Regions from separate parts of the Sus scrofa genome. Here region 1 is linked to region 2. A link is a contact called in public HiChIP or PLAC-seq data. All regions are on one chromosome and are shown on one strand. Each heading gives the region's core, a stretch centred on a gene start, on an enhancer-like site or on the middle of the called end of the contact. The rest is flanking DNA. Distances are from core to core; before and after follow the strand shown. Region 1 overlaps HK1 (hexokinase 1). Region 2 holds the start of HK1 (hexokinase 1).

What was found. HiChIP or PLAC-seq counts read pairs in DNA pulled down with a chosen protein or histone mark.
Region 1: a contact with region 2 is called in an H3K27ac HiChIP or PLAC-seq map of alveolar macrophages. The contact joins the enhancer-like site here to the promoter of HK1 in region 2. A contact is called at or near these places in 1 of 5 promoter capture datasets (liver), 17 of 47 Hi-C or Micro-C datasets (alveolar macrophages, blood, brain and 10 more) and 2 of 2 datasets of contacts at active chromatin or transcription factors (alveolar macrophages and skeletal muscle).

The regions. Positions count from the first base shown.
Region 1 is chr14:72,420,237-72,424,553 of Sscrofa11.1, forward strand. It overlaps HK1 (hexokinase 1), which reads left to right. Exons shown (of 19, transcript NM_001243184.1): 4 at 3,951-3,965; 5 at 3,968-4,069. Among named protein-coding and RNA genes, the nearest start is that of HK1, 39 kb to the left of the region's middle. Within about 2 kb of position 1,260, at least 42 of the 83 cell types and tissues checked have an H3K27ac peak or open chromatin away from gene starts, as enhancers often do. A contact at or near this core is called in alveolar macrophages, brain, liver and 4 more, where this site is marked.
Region 2 is chr14:72,380,441-72,384,658 of Sscrofa11.1, forward strand. HK1 (hexokinase 1) reads left to right here and starts at 2,888. Exons shown (of 19, transcript NM_001243184.1): 1 at 2,888-3,076. The coding sequence starts at 3,014.

The DNA of each region.
Region 1 (4,317 bases), core at 10-2,509, 38 kb after region 2:
GTTGGATTTGTTAACCACTGTGCCACGATGGGAACTCCTGGAGTAGGTATTCTTCTTCTCATTTCATAGATGAGAACATTGAGGCTCAGATGTTAAGTAACCAGCCCCTCAGGTCCTACAGCTCTTAAGTGATGGAGCTAGAATTTGAACCCAGGCAATCTGGCTCTAGATGTTGCAGTTTTAGCAACGTGGATTGCTTTTGGGCTGGGTTTTATCTTTGTTTTCAATTAATTTATATTTTTATTTAAAATGTTTGAGGGTGTGGTAATATAAAAGATTGTGGGCAAGGAGGAAGTTCCAAGGGACTGAGGAAGAAAAGGGTTGGCAGTTTTAAAATAGAGATGAATGAAACAGGAACCTCTTATCCAGAAGTTTGGTGTGAGGTTAGCAATAAGTATTGGCAGACCATTTTTCTGAGATCTTTTATCAACCTGTAGAGTATTCTAGTAAACCAAGGGCCTCATTTTGCCCACGATGCAACTCAGACTCACAGACTATGAGCAGTACTGAATTCTTGGTTGTGATCTCATCTTCTGTAATGTGCAAGAATTTTTTATTGGTTTTAAACCTTTTATTTGAAATAGTGTTTAAACTTACAGAAATGTTTTAAGATAAGCACAAAGAGCTTTTTATGCCCTTTATCCAATTTTCCCGATTGTTAACTTTTAGCTTTACCCGTCTTTTGCTCTACACACACACACCACACACACACACACACACACACACAGTATCTTGAAAGTTTCAGTGCAATTTTATTTTTTTATTTTGTTTTAAAGGAACTTGCGAACATTATATTTAGGTAGGACACCCAATTTAAAACAAAGTATACATACAACAGAAACATTGTAAATCAACTGTACTTTAATAATAGTAAAAATGACAAAACAAAAAGCAAAATACACAGGAAAATATGCTTTTGTAGAATTATGATTTGTTCAGTGCAGTTTTAAGCTTACTCATTTCAGAAGCGTAAATGCAACCCTCTAAAAACATCACTTATTTACTTTTGGAAATTTTGAATAATAAATGTGTAGGTTTTTAATTTTCATCATGGTTTGCCTTTTTCAATTGGAAAGACTGCCTGTGGGGGGCGGGTTAAAACATATGAGCATGTTGTCAGGAAAAGAAAAACAAGTTTCGACACTAACGTTTTTTGAGGCTGGATAGGAAACTTCCCTTCCTGGTTGGTCACAGACATGGCTTAGCCCGGCAGTCACTTCCTGTCTTCTCGGGCAGGCTTGTCACCCTTGGGTTGTGAGCATTTCCTTCTTAGCCCTTTTGGGTTGGTGTGTTTGGCCTGAATCAGGGGGCTGGTCACAGCACCCGTCACTGCGACTGCATTTCTGTGGCCGAGTTCTCCCTGCCTCTTCCTTCCGCCCAGCCCTCTCTCCTGAGGGCCTGGAGCCTCTGCATGCAAATGACGTGGGGCCAGCGGATGGGCTTAGTAATGGGTTTATGTCACTCAGAAATGTAGGTCGCAGGAAGCTTAGCTGGGCTTCCCCAGGGAAGGTGGTCATGTGTCTTCCTAGTCGGAGTTGCCACTTCAGCTATAGTCTGAGTAATAGGGGCTTAGGCTCCCAAATCAAGCAAAGTCAGACTCTAGAGCTGGGGCAGGGACTTCTGGGGAAGGATGGGCACAGGAAGGATCACTTCCGGCCTCCTCTCAGGAGACACGGCTGTGATGGCAACAGTGACCCTCCAGCCTGCAGAAGCCCCTCCCCCAGCCTGGCCCAGCTGCCTGGGCTGGGGGGCTGGGGGCTGGGGGGTGGGCCCCTGGCTGGACTCTCCTCCACCATTTATTTGACATTTTGTTTCGGTTTCCTTTACTCCCTCAGTCTGTCAGGGAGTCTGGACAGATCAGCTAGGAATGAGTGAGCTGTGGCCTTGGTGAAGCTGCCTCTTTTTCTCCTCGAACCATAGCCCCGTGATGCTAATGGTCTAGTTTTGTTTAGCTTAGTATTGTTTTGGGGGGTTTTTTGGTGTTTTTTTTTGGGGGGGGGCCACACCCATGGCATATGGAAGTTCCTGGGCCAGGGATCAAATGTGAGCTACAGCTGCAGGTGCGGCCATTCCATATCCTTAACCCCCTGCACCAGGCCGGGAATCCAACCTGCACGTCCACAGAGACTGAGCCGCTGCAGAGATAATGTGAGATCCTTAACCTGCAACCCCACAGCAGAAACTCCTATTTTGTTTTGTTTTTAAATTCAATCTGGAATCAGAAAGCTGTGGATTCTGCCACATGGTCCTCGTGTCCTTCCTCACGCGTCCCTTGTCTGGTCCTTATTCTTCCATAGCTCTTTATCCCAAGCACCGCTTTGCCTCCCCCCGAATCCTTTTAGATGAGGAGAGAAGAAGAGGAGAGCAGAGGGGACATCTGGGAAGAGGTGCCCTGCCCCCATAGGTCACCTTTTCATGTGAGCTCTCTCCCTGGCACATTTGTTAAAATCAGACCTGAATAAAATAAAACTTTCAGTTTAAGATTAAAAAAAAAAAAAAGATACCCTACACAGAAAGCCTTTGGGCAGTTGACCTTGTCTGGGAACGTGGGCTGGGGTTGCTGCCTGTGACAGTGTGGTTTGACCCTCTCAATACTGCCTTCTGGGATTCAAGAAGCTCCAATAGCTGTGTCAATCTCACGTAGAAGGAAGGTCTAGTGTTAGGACAACCATGTGAAAAAAAAAACGGAGGTTACCTGGATTGTGGCATGGTTGCTAAAAGAGCACATACATATGCTTTGGTTACATTAATAGAGGTATAGAGCTAGGGGAACGGGAGGTTCTTCGTTTAACTAAGCTTCTTTCTTGTTCAGGACACATGTAAAATACTATGTTTGGGTTCCGGATGCATTTTAGAGAAGAGGAGAGATACTAGCGAGGTCAAAAAAGGTTGCTTTAGAGGTGGTGAGCCTCCCATCACTGACAGTATTCACGCAGAGGCTAGGGAAACAGTGTTCTGGATTCTTTCTAGTAGATTCTAAGATGTGTGTGCAGATCCCAGCAACATGTTGTAGAGCAGACAAGCTTAACTTGCAATCCTCTAAATAAATTGTGGTGTAGTCACACTGTAGAATACTGTGCAGCAGTGAGAACGAGTAGCCTACAAAGACAGGTGGCAACGTGGATGACACACCCGTGATGCAGAGGAAGGGAAGGCAGATACCAAGGACTGCACACTCTTGGCTCTGTTTATACATAGACAGTTGGGAAAAACTAGTGAGAACGCTGGAAGTCAGAGTGGCTGGCGACTGCCGTTGGGGGATTGGGTGGCAGCAGCAGTGACTGCACGAGGAGGGTGTTTGGGTACTGATGACCTTGTGTTTCTTGGTCTGGGAGCTGGTGACACAGGTGGGCGCAGCCTGTGAGAATCCAGTGAACCCTACACTTAGGATGGGTGCACTTTTTTGGTATGCATGTTATGCTTGAGTGAAAAATAAGACGTCAATAGCCTGAAGATGATGACATCACTCCAGTGGCTAGAGCCTGTGGAATTGCCCTTGGAGCTTCTGGAATTGACAGAGTGAGGGAGATGGCGATGAGATACACAGACGAGGCCAGATGACCACTCCACCTGGGTGGCTGCTGCTGCTTCATGGTCTGTGTGCTCTGGGGGATGAGCTCATTTTCTCTGATTCTTAACATTTCCTCAGCACCCAGATACTCATCTTAGTGACCACTGAGAGGCCAGTTCCGTGTGAAGGGTTCAAAGGCTTCCTAAGCCGTGTCGGCCCATGGGGCAGGCTCTTTGCAAAGGACTCTTCTCTGCTGGTCACACAGTGTGGTTCTTTACACAGGCTGCCGGGCGCCTTGGGATGGGCACTGTGCTCCTTTCTGGGGTGTGTGTGTGTGTTTGTGTTTGTGTGTGTGTGTTGGGGGAGCATCGTTTACTTTTTTTCCTGAAATGCTAGGCCCCCTTTCTCCCTCCTGACTGCTCTCTTGTGCTTCCTCCAGCTTTTCGATCATGTCGCGAGTGCCTAGGAGACTTCATGGAGAAAAAAAAAATTAAGGACAAGAAATTACCTGTGGGATTTACGTTTTCTTTCCCTTGTCGGCAATCCAAAATAGATGAGGTAAGACATGCTGGAAATAAGGGGCTCCACAGAAGCCCCAGAGGGGAAAAGTTAATGAAGCCTTTTTCTGGACTCCTTTTCTCTTTTGCTTACGGATGCCTGTATGTCTCTCATATAATATATATATAAGAAACTTTGTTTTTTTGTTCTTTGTTTTGCTTTTTGCTTTTTAGGGCTGCGCCCATGGCATATGGAGGTTCACAGGCTAGGGGTTGAATTGGAGCTGTAGCCACTGGCCTACACCACAG
Region 2 (4,218 bases), core at 1,638-4,137:
GGGTGGAGAGAAGTGAATCCCCTTGAGAGTTTTACTCTCAAAGGCAGGGACGAGAAAGCATTGGCAGCCTCCCTGCCTGCAAGCAGAACATCTCAGGAGAGCCTGGCCATTGGAGGAAGGATTAGCTTCTCCATGGCTCCAGCTCAGATAATTCATCTCGGTTGTAATGAGGGCTTGGTGACCATGCAGGCTGGGCCTGGTTTAAGGGGGATGTGTACTCCTGATCACTACACAGGGTTCATGCCACCTTCTTTCTAGTGTGAGACAGAGTGATGAACAAAGCACAGGTTTTTTTTTGTTGTTTGTTTTTTGTTTTTGTCTTTTTAGGGCCATATCCGTGGCATATGGAGGTTCCCAGGCTAGGGTCCAATCCGACTGCAGCTGCCGGCCTATGCCACAGCCACAGCAACACCAGATCTGAGCTGTGTCTGTAACCCACACGACAGCTCACGGCAACACCGGATCCTTAACCCACTGAGTGAGGCCAGGGATCGAACCCACAACCTCAGGGTTCCTAGTCTGGTTCATTAACCACTGAGCCACGACAGGAACTCCAAAGCACAGTTCTTGATCCTCATGAGTCTGGCAGAATCACGTTTGCAAGAGTCAAATGGCAAATTGTACCCATTCACCCAGTTTTGCTTTATGGCCACAGAGGTGGTCTAAGTGTTTGATGGATGCCAGAACACATCTCTGTTCCTGGTTTATAATACTATTGGCGGGGGTGGGGGGTGGTGGTGGTGGTGAACAGATCTAGGTTTTGTGAGGCTTGAAGCTTAAATAATTTGGGGGAGCCACTTTGGCAAACAATCCAAAATTATAAAGTTGCTAGGCCTTCTCAGTGCCTAGAATTGGGGGAATGCAAGTGAGAAGCCCTGAAACGTAAAACTCATCAGCTTCCCAATCAACCTTATAATAATACCGTTCCCGTTGTGGTGCAGCGGAAGTGAATCCAACTAGGAACCATGAGGTTGCGGGTCCGATCCCTAACCTTGCTCAGTGGGTTAAGGATCCAGCGTTGCAGTGAGCTGTAGTGTAGGTTGCAGATGCAGCTCGGATCTGGCGTGGCTGTGGCTCTGGCATAGGCCAGCGGCTACAGCTCCAATTAGACCCCTAGCCTATGGAATCTCCATATGCTGCAGGTGCAGCCCTAAAAAGACAAAAAAGGCAAAATAATAATAATAATACCTACTGTTTATTAAGCATGTATTATAAGAAGGTATTTTATTTGTACTATTTCACAGCAACCAAGGTGGGCATTAGTATCTCCATGGTATAGGTGAGGAAGCAGGCTCAGAGAGTGACTCAGGATGCCACCTCCATAAAGCCAGGGGGCAGGGGCTATGCTCTGGACTGAGGGCTCTGGCCCCATGGGCCACAGCTGAGTTCTTTTTCAATTGGTGGTGGCAAAAACCATGCTCTTGAGGTTCCTGAGGGCTGTTCTGGACCTAAATCATCCCCTCCCGACTCTTCTGTATCTTTCTTAGGCCTGACTAGGGCCCCAGGATCCAGGGCTAGGGTAGATTCCTGGTTGGATTCTGGCCATGTCAGGGCACCGAATGGTGAGCCTTGGTTCCTGTAAGGAACCATTTAGGCAGAGAGGGTGCAAACGATTGGTAGGACAGCAAACCCCAGGGGTGAGCACTGGCTTTGGAAACACAAAGAGCCAACGTCTAATCGTGGACCTACAGCTTTCTGGTTGTATAGCAAAACACATGGCCTCAGTGAGCCTCCACCTGCTTGCGGGTTGAATCAGAATAGTAACCATTTCCTTGTATTTTGAGCTCATTACGTGTCCTCTTGCAGGGCGGAAAAGCTCCCGGTGGTGTCTGGCACAGAAAAGCAATACATTTAAGAATGGTATGGTTGCCATTAGCCCTAGTAGCAGCAAAAACACCTGATTCCACACCTTCCTTACCCCCTTTAAAGCTGAATGATTTTCCAAGGATTCCTCCTATCCCAACTAACTTCCTCCCTGGAAGTAAAAACGGCGGCACCTAAGAGGGGCGCCTAAACTGTCCCTCAGTCTCCAGCAAGCCTGGATGTCCAAGAGGAAGAGAAGGCCTGGGGGATGGGGCCTCAAGTCCCGCCCAGCCGGCATGCGCCCTTCAGGAGGGCCTCAAGGACCAGTGACTCAGGGGCGGGTGCTGTGGGGCGTCGTTCTTAGTCTAACAATACAAATCCACCAGCCGGAGATTAGGCCAGGAGCGGCCACTGCACGGGCAGGGTGGGGTGGTGTGAGGTGACGCCCCGTCAGTGAGGACCCAGGTGGGGCTCCGCGCTCGGCCCCTTGGGCCCGCCAGAGAGGTGTGGCGTGGCGACCGGGTGCGAGGACCGAGAAGCCTCCGGATCTCGCTTCCGCCAGCAGAGGCCCCGTGCGCTTTCCACGCCCCCTTCTTCGAGGGCCCCCCCGCCTCCCCCGGACGTTTCCCCTTCCACGGAACTCGCGGGAGCGAGCCCTAATTTCCGAGGAAGGGGACCGCCCCCTCTAGGCTGCCCAGTTCGACAGCAAGCCTAGACAGGCGGTGCCTCCTCCCGCGTCCCCCTACCCCGCCGCCTGCGCCCCGCCCAAGCAGGACGCCGCCACGCGTGACGGTGCGCGCACAACAGCACCTCCCGCCCCTGCGCCGGCTCTCTACGTGGGGGACGTGCAGGGAGATGCTTGGCCTTGGGGGATTTCGCGGCATTGCCCGCCCCCTTTCCGGCGCGGGGAGGGGCGGCCGCCGCGCCCCCCCGGCCCCAGCCCGGCCTCCACCGCCTGGCTCTGCCGAGGCGCGCGGCAGCCAATGGGCGCCGAGGAGGTGGGCCGGCTGGCGGCTGTCACCCTCCCGGGGACGGCGACGGGAGCGCGGAGACAGGGAACGCGCGAGCTGCCGCCGCGCCCGGCTCGTGGGGGAGGAGCCGCCGAAGGAGGAGGAGCTGCGGAGCAGCCGCGGGAGGACCACTGCTCGCCCAGGCTGAGGAGGACAGACGCCCGCCCCACTCCTGCCGCCCGGCTCCTCCGACTGCCAGCATGATCGCCGCGCAGCTCCTGGCCTATTACTTCACCGAACTGAAGGATGACCAAATCAAAAAGGTGAGCCCCCACTGGCGCCGCCGCCCTGCGCTCTGCCAGCAGCGTTGCATTCCGGTATCCGCCGCAGCCGCCTCCATCCTCTCGCGCCCAGCCTTCCCCAGGCCAGCACTGGTTGGACTGCAGAGGGAAGGCTTTGCCCTTTGAGTCTCCCTGGGAATCGTGCGTGCGTGCGTGCGTGTGTGTGTGTTCGTGGGGGACGAGTAGGAAGACCCCGAGACTGGAGTGCTTGCTGCAGTGTCCTTGAAACAGGCTGTGGATGTCACATGGGCCCCCAGGCCATGTGGGGTGGTGGTTGTGTGGGGACTGGTGGGCTGGTCCCCAGGGCCTGTTTGGTACCGTCCGAGCGCCGTGGGCGGAGGAGTGATCATGGAGATGCTGGGGAGGTGAGCGCGAAGCAGGCGGGGGTGCTGGCTGAAGGCCAGGCATCCCATATTTGGGGTTCCCGGCGGAGGGCGTCAGATGCCCGGGAAGGCTGTTACCCGGGCTCTCCAGCTGCTGCGGCTTCTCCTTAATCTGAGGACTGGGCGACCAGCGCTCTGCTTCCTGGAACAGGGAGGGGCGCAGAGGCCACCGGAAACTTTGCTCACAGGCCTCAGGTCTGGAGCGGTTTGTCTGAATGGAATTTCTTTTTCCCTCTCCGCGACCGCTCTCTTAAGCTGTTATTTCCAGCCAGTCCAGGGAGCTCAAATAAGAGACTGGTCTTTTGAGTCGGATGGAGGCCTCGACATGTATGCTTGTGGCATGTGTGTACTTGCACAAGGATGTTTCTCCCTACCCTGAGGTGTTGCTGCCTTTGACTTTTAATGTAAAATACCATCTGCTGGCAGGTGTTAAAGGTGTACCTCTCTCTTATACCAGCGTTTGCACTACATTTTTAAGAAACAGCCTAGGCTGTATAGGGAAAGATGCCCATTTTATCAGTTCCAAGCCTGGCACAGGCTCCTGACCACCTCACAGCCTGCATGGTGACATTAGTGCTGGGATAAGCTAGGGTAGACAGCAAAGCCAACTTGACCTGGGAGTTCAAACAAGGGAGTGCTATCTACAGGTGAGAGGCAGGAGCCTCAGGCCCCCAGCCACAGGATGTTCAAGGCTCTTCCTTACCAACCTAGACAACCCCTTCCTCTGGCACAATAGGAAAC